Linked DNA regions of Mus musculus: region 1 is linked to region 2. The links are chromatin contacts, called in public promoter capture Hi-C maps. All regions are on one chromosome and are shown on one strand. The core of a region is the stretch at or near the end of the contact, and the rest is flanking DNA. Distances in the headings are between cores, read along the strand shown. Region 1 overlaps Slco1a5 (solute carrier organic anion transporter family, member 1a5). Region 2 has its middle 31 kb from the start of Slco1a6.

Region 1 (3,468 bases), core at 660-3,159, 90 kb before region 2:
AATAGCTGAGTAGTACTGAATTGTGTAAATGTACCACATTTTCTGTATCCATTCCTCTGTTGAGGGGCATCTGGGTTCTTTCCAGCTTCTTGCTATTATAAATAAGGCTGCTATGAACATAGTGGAGCATGTGTCCTTCTTACCAGTTGGAACATCTGGATATATGCCCAGAAGAGGTATTGCAGGATCCTCCAGTAGTACTATGTCCAATTTTCTGAGGAACCGCCAGACTGATTTCCAGAGTGGTTGTACAAGCTTCCAATCCCACCAACAATGGAGGAGTGCTCCTCTTTCTCCACATCCCCGCCTTTTCTTTCTTATATAGTTTCACCCCCCAAAGTTTACTGTTACTGATATTTTTTGACTAATGTCTAAAATGATTGTTTTTAAATAGGTGACCCCACCTAATGTGTTTTGTTTAGGATAATGTAGAGATAATGATATCCAGCAATAATTACTACAAACAAATGTCTTCTTTCTTAAATATGATGTTACTTAATGAATGATAAGCACTTTTGTAGTCAAATAACATTGTGTGTGAAAATGACTTGTTAAATTCAAAGATAGCAAGTTGTAGCTTGGCATTCATTATATATGTTAAGCTGTTAAAATCAGAAAAAGCTGGTTTCATAATGTTTCAAATTTCAAATCCACAGATGCTTATTAACAATCAATAAATTTTTACAATGTTAACTTTCTTTAATTTTGAGGAGATAAGAGAATAGGTTTTTATATCTTTATTTGCAGATATTTCTCCAAGTCTGAAATTCCTAGGTATATACAATTTCTTTCCAAATACTGATTTCTGAACCATAAAACAGTCTAATTTGAGGTACTAGATTAAAATTTCTAATAAAAAAATGAAAAATTTTTTTCAGTTTTTATTATTTGATTTATTTACTTTCTTGTCATTGCCCTCCCTCTTGGTCCCTCCCCCACAGTTTCTCATCCCATTCCTCCTCCCCCATGCCTCCGAGACGGTGCTCCCCACCCCAATCTCCCCCTTCCCTGGGGCCTCAAGTCTCAAGTCTCTTAGTCTCTCCCACTAAGGCCTGACCAGGTAGATCTCTCTTGTGTTTGTGCCAGGGGCATTGGACTGGCCCATGTATGCTCCTGGTTGGTGTCTCAGTCTCTAGGAACTCCCTAGGTAGCGGGTAAGTTGAGACTGCTGGTCTTCCTATGGGGTTGCTTTGCCCTTCAGCTTCTTCAATCCTTCCCATAATTCAACCACAGGGGTCCCAGACTTCAGTTCAATGGTTGTGTGTAAATATCTGCTTCCATCTCAGTCAGCTGCTGGTAGAACTTCTCAGGGAACTGCTGTGCCCTCCACAGTACACCATAGCATCAGTAATAGCATCAGGCTTGGTTCCCTCCCATGATATGGATCTCAAGTGGGGTTGGCCATTGGACCTCCTTTCCTTCAGTCTCTTCTCTATTTTTGTCCCTGCAGTTCTTTTAGACAGGAACAGTTCTGGGTCAGCAATTTTGACTGCAAGTTAATAACTCTGTCCCTCAGCTTGAGGTCCTGTCTATCCACTGGAGGTGGGCTCTTCAAATTCTCTCTCCTCAATGTTGGGCATTTTGGCTAAAGTCACCCCCACTGTGTCCTTAGAATCTTTCACCTCCTGAGTCTCTGGTACTTTCTAGAGGGTCCCCCATGCTGCTTATTTCCATTCATTCTCTTGGCCCTCTGGGCTTCTCTCTTGTCCCCCTTTCCCTGATCGTGTTCCTCCTTTTCCCTCCCTTTACCACCCAGGTTCCCTCCCTTTCTCTGCCTCATGAGCATCAGGAGAAAGCAATTTATCAGACTATTTTTCTTAAGCTCCAGATGTTCTAGCTAATACCAGTGTTCCTCAAGCATGCCCTCTTTGTCCAATAGTCCATGAGACACGCAAACACGAAGGCACATGGCCACAAATGAACACGGAAAGTTGTCTAATGACCCGAAGCATGATGCTGATGAATGTCAAGTTATATATACACATGTCTGATGAAACCAGTCTCTGATTATCCCCAGTGTTTATTCAGAGCCTCCAGATGTTCCCCACGATGTGAATATGTGATGTTTTCCATCATCCACATAGAAGCCTGAACTATAAGCTCTGACATCTAATATATGCAGGCGGCAGGACATTCTGTCCAGTGTCTCAGGGAACCATTTGGTCATTCAGTGGCTCTGGGTTGAGACTTAGTAAGGCCTTCAACTGACTCATTAAGCTCAAATCTATGATAAAATCATATGAGCAGAGCAAATAAGGAGACTTGACACATGCCCTGGGTGAAATCAAAGATAATAATTAGCAAAAAGAGTTAACATACATTAATCTTGCTCAGAAGTACATAGTATTCTTGCTAATATTAAAGAGTCAAGTAAATTATAGTAACACTAATTTTCCAACTGTCTTAATTTTTTTCCTTTGAGGCAGGCTCACCTTCTGCATCTTAGCATCGAGTACACTGGGAAGACTAGGCTCACTCTGAACTAGCAGGGGCTGGGGGAGGGGGTAGGGGCTTTTTGGAGATGAAACTAGGAAAGGAGTTAGCATTTGAAATGTAAATGAAGAAAACATCTAATAATAACAATAACAATAATAATAATAAAAACAAACAAACAAACTATCCTGCCTCTTCCTCTGTAGTGTTCAAGCTGGGATTATAGGCTTGTGTACCCTTCATCTTTTATTTAAAAGGTTTCCTCCTATTTATTTGTCGGTGAACGTGTGTGTGTGTGTGTGTGTGTGTGTGTGTGTGTGTGTGTGTGTGTGTGCGTGTTGTGTGCACCCTTGGAAGCCAGAAGCAGAATTTCCGCATCCCTTGCTGGAGTTGAAAGGATTTGAGCTACCTGTTGTCTGTGCTAGAGTCCCATGCTCAGTCCTGTGACCAAGGAGAAGGGCTCTCAAGTAGTAGTTCTCTAGCTTAGCCACTATTCTTAACCAGAAATAAAAATCACCAGTGATATTTATAGAATGCAACATAGAAATTTCCAAAGGAGAATTAAAATTAAATTAACTGTAAACCCATTTAGAAGATTTTGGCTTAGGACGTACACATAGACACTTGCACCTGAGAAGGGTCAGGTTGCTGCCATTGGTAAGAGTCTCCAGAGCTAAATATTGGCTTTGCCATTATGATCTATGTGACATCAGGCAGCTGTTGAATGCCTTTGTCCTTTAAAACATATATCTTTAAAATTAAGTGACAGTATTCAAGTCATAGGACTTTAGGAGAATTTAATGCACGAGTATGACAAAAGTTTCCAGAATAATGCATGAAATTTGTAAAGCATATGTCAGGTTGACATTTATTTTCTGTTATCTATAATCTCCCATGGTATCCAACTTTATCAAAATAATGTGTTCTCTAAATGAGATCAGAGCTGTCTTTCCAGTGTAGCAACAGTCCTTCAGGAGCAAAGACTCTTTTAGACATTTATTGTGTGTTAGCCACTCAACTGAAAAGCACACACCA
Region 2 (3,312 bases), core at 397-2,896:
AGAAGGAAAGACAGGGTAAGTCGGTGAAAGAGTTCTGCAGGTCGATAAGAAGGTACAGAGGAGGAGAAACTAAGGAAGGAAGGAGAAGGAAGACAGATGTGTACAGATAGAGGTCTGGAAAGAAGTGAGCTAAGACTAGAAAAAAGAGCAAAGTTTCTGCAGACTCAGGAGAGATGGATGACAATGGCAAATGAAGAGATTAACAGTGAGAAGTGAAAATAGAGATGAAAGGGATTAGATAGAGGTCTGAGATAGGAGAGACAGGCAAAAGGAAGGGTTGCTATATAGAAATAGGAAACAAGATGGGCATAAAGACAAAGCACAAGTGGTGAGAAACAGGGACAGGCTGACAAAGACAGAGACCAGAGTCAGATTCAGAGATGTGCAGTAATACAGAAGGATAAACCAGGGCAGAGGCAAACTATGGGAGAGGATGAGTGACGAGATGGGGACTTGACAATTGGATAACATCCAAAAGAAGCAAAGACAAAAAACGGAGGAACAAAAAGTTGTATGTATGTATGTATACTCTCTCTCTCTCTCTCTCTCTCTCTCTCTCTCTCTCTCTCTCTCTCCATATATATATATGGAGAGAGAGAACATTATATGAGATCTTCATTACAATCAGGAAGACATGTGCAAAGAGAGGTAAATAAGAAAGACTAGAGCCTGGGAAGGTGGCACATGCTGATAATGCTAGCACTTAAGGAACAGGAAGCCAGGGAATTAAAAAAGGATGAGATGAGAGAAACTTGCATAAAATACTGGCCACAGTATTCAGGGAAGCTAGAGACCTGCAAGAATCTAGTAAGATAGTACCTGACAATAGAAGAGAGCCTTTGGATAAAGATCATTGTGTTTACTGTAAAGAGAAAGGATACTGGGTAAAGAAGAAGGAGGAGGAGGAGGAGGAAGAAGAAAGAAGAAAGAAGAAGAAAGAAGAAGAGGAAGAGGAAGAAGAGGAAGAAGAAGGAGAAGGAGGAGGAGGAGGAGGAGAAGATGATGAAGAAGAAGAAGAAGAAGAAGAAGAAGAAGAAGAAGAAGAAGAAGAAGAAGAAGAAGAAGAAGAAGAAGAAAAGAAGAAGGGGACAATGGTGGCCCTCTAAAGCTAGAAAAGAGAATGTGTTTCATATTCCCCCACCGACCAGTTGAAGTCAAGTTAGAGAGTTCCTGGGCACTAAGGTCTTTTATAGATTGTGGATTCCAGGTTTTGCTGAATTAGCAGCACTGCCTTATCCCCTCACAAGGGATAAACAGTCCTTTGCATTGGGAAATAAAGAACAACAAGCATTTGACACCATTGAGACTGCCCTAATGTTGGCTCCAGCTTTGGGCCTCCGAATGACACTAAGCCCTACCACCTGTTCATTACTGAGAACAAAGATATTGACAAAGGGGTTCTTACTCAGAGATTGGGGCCCTGGAAAAGACCTGTGGCATACTTATCTAAGAAATTAGACTCTGTAGCTGTAGGATGGCCTGCTTGCCTACACATGGTGGCAGCTGTGGCTTGCTAGTCAAGGATGCAGATAAATTGACTCTGGGACAAAACTTGGTGATCTCAGTGCCTCACACCTTAGAAAGTATGGTTCAGCCCCCTGATTGATGGCTGACTAATGCTCTCATGACACATTACCAGAATCTGTTGCTCAACTCCAACAGTCACTTTTACCCCCCAGCAAGTCTGAACTCAGCTAACCTGCTCCCAGATCCAGACTGTCAGCAAGTTCTTGCAGAGGCACATGAGAGGCATGAAGATCTGACAGGCCAGCCACTAAAGTGCACTGATGTTACCTGGTTCACAGAAGGAAACAACTGTGGTAAACAGACACCAAGTTACCTAAACACAGGCCCTACCAGAGGACACGTTGGCTCAAAAGGCAAAATTGATGCCCACACTAAGGCCTCAGAATTAAGAAAAGGAAAAAGACTCAACATCTACACAGATAGCAGGTATGCTTTTGCCACTGCTCACGTCCATGGGACCATATATTAACAGAGGAGTCTATTGACATTGAGAGGAAAAGAAATTAAAAACAAAGAGCAAATACTGGCTCTACTAAGGGCCTCCATGACCCTGCCAAGGTAAACATCATCCACTGTCCTAGTCACTGGAAGAGGTATACTGTGATAGCAAGGGAACAACACGACATACTGAGAGTTATGAGTGGTTACAGCCATGGCTCTGCTGGTGCTCCTGGCAACAGAGACCCAGGTTACCTACATAGGGGAAGACTTAGCCCTCATTTCCAAAGATTACATCACCAGTTCAACAAAAAGATGAGACTGTGGCACACCTCCGGGGGGAAAGAAAATCCTGCCACAAAGAAAAGCAGAGGCTATGATCAAACAGATGCACCGGTGGACTCATCTATGGGTAAGGAAGCACCACCAGACTAAGTACCATGTACCAGGGTTAAAACACCTTGTGGAGCAGGAGGTACACAAGTGTGTTCCCTGCCAAAAAGTCAATGTCTGCCCCACCACGGTGGATCTAGGGAAGAGGTACCGGGGAGACCTACCTGGCGTCTACTGGCAGGTAGATTTACGGAGGAAAATATGGGTATAAATACCTTCTGGCTTTTGTGGGTACATTCTCGAGATGGGTAGAAGCTTTTTCCTGTAAAAATGAGACTACTCAGATGGTTGTCAAGAAGATTATTGAAGACATTTTTTTCCCAAGGTTTGGAGTGCCAAAAGCAATAGGATCAGATAATGGCCCTGCCTTTGTTGCCTAGGTAAGTCGGGGCGTGGCCAAGTATTTAGAGGTCGAATGAAAATTACATTGTGTATACAGATCTCAGAGTACAGGACAGGTAGAAAAAATAAATAGAACCCTTAAAGAACCCTTGACAAAATTGACCATGGAGACTGGGGCAGACTGGGTAGCGCTCCTTCCCCTTGCCCTATTTAGAACCAGAAAATACTCCCTCTTGATTCAGTCTTACTCTCACTGTCTTAAATGATGTGTTTAAACCCACATGTTGTAATAATGATCTGTATGCTAAGTTAAAAGGCTTGCATGTGGTGCAAAAGAAAGTCTGGTCACAACTGGCTACAGCAAACAAGCTGGTTACTCCAAAGCCATCCCATTAGTTCCAGTCTGAGATATGATATACATGCCCCCGCATCATGCCCAGACCTTCGAGCCTTACTGGAAGAGTCCCTACCTACTCTTGTTTACTACCCCTTCTTATTCTGTTTTTGTTCTTAACCCACGCATCCTTAATTGCTTAAGTTACAGTACAAGTTTTGACGCTCAGGCAACAATATCAGTAAATGAAACAAAGTGAGACATCATTTCAGGATTGA

The links. Capture Hi-C pulls out chosen DNA fragments and counts their contacts.
Region 1: a contact with region 2 is called in a promoter capture Hi-C map of pancreatic islet. The contact joins two enhancer-like sites. A contact is called at or near these places in 1 of 484 Hi-C or Micro-C datasets (nephron progenitors), 1 of 115 datasets of contacts at active chromatin or transcription factors (kidney) and 3 of 9 other capture datasets (adipose tissue, embryonic stem cells and pancreatic islet).

Annotation. Positions count from the first base shown.
Region 1 is chr6:142,280,577-142,284,044 of GRCm38.p6, reverse strand. The region is part of intron 1 of Slco1a5 (solute carrier organic anion transporter family, member 1a5); the gene reads left to right. Among named protein-coding and RNA genes, the nearest start is that of Iapp, 16 kb to the left of the region's middle. Within about 2 kb of position 1,909, at least 3 of the 459 cell types and tissues checked have an H3K27ac peak or open chromatin away from gene starts, as enhancers often do. A contact at or near this core is called in pancreatic islet, where this site is marked.
Region 2 is chr6:142,190,540-142,193,851 of GRCm38.p6, reverse strand. No RefSeq gene overlaps it. Among named protein-coding and RNA genes, the nearest start is that of Slco1a6, 31 kb to the right of the region's middle. Within about 2 kb of position 1,646, at least 21 of the 459 cell types and tissues checked have an H3K27ac peak or open chromatin away from gene starts, as enhancers often do. A contact at or near this core is called in pancreatic islet, where this site is marked.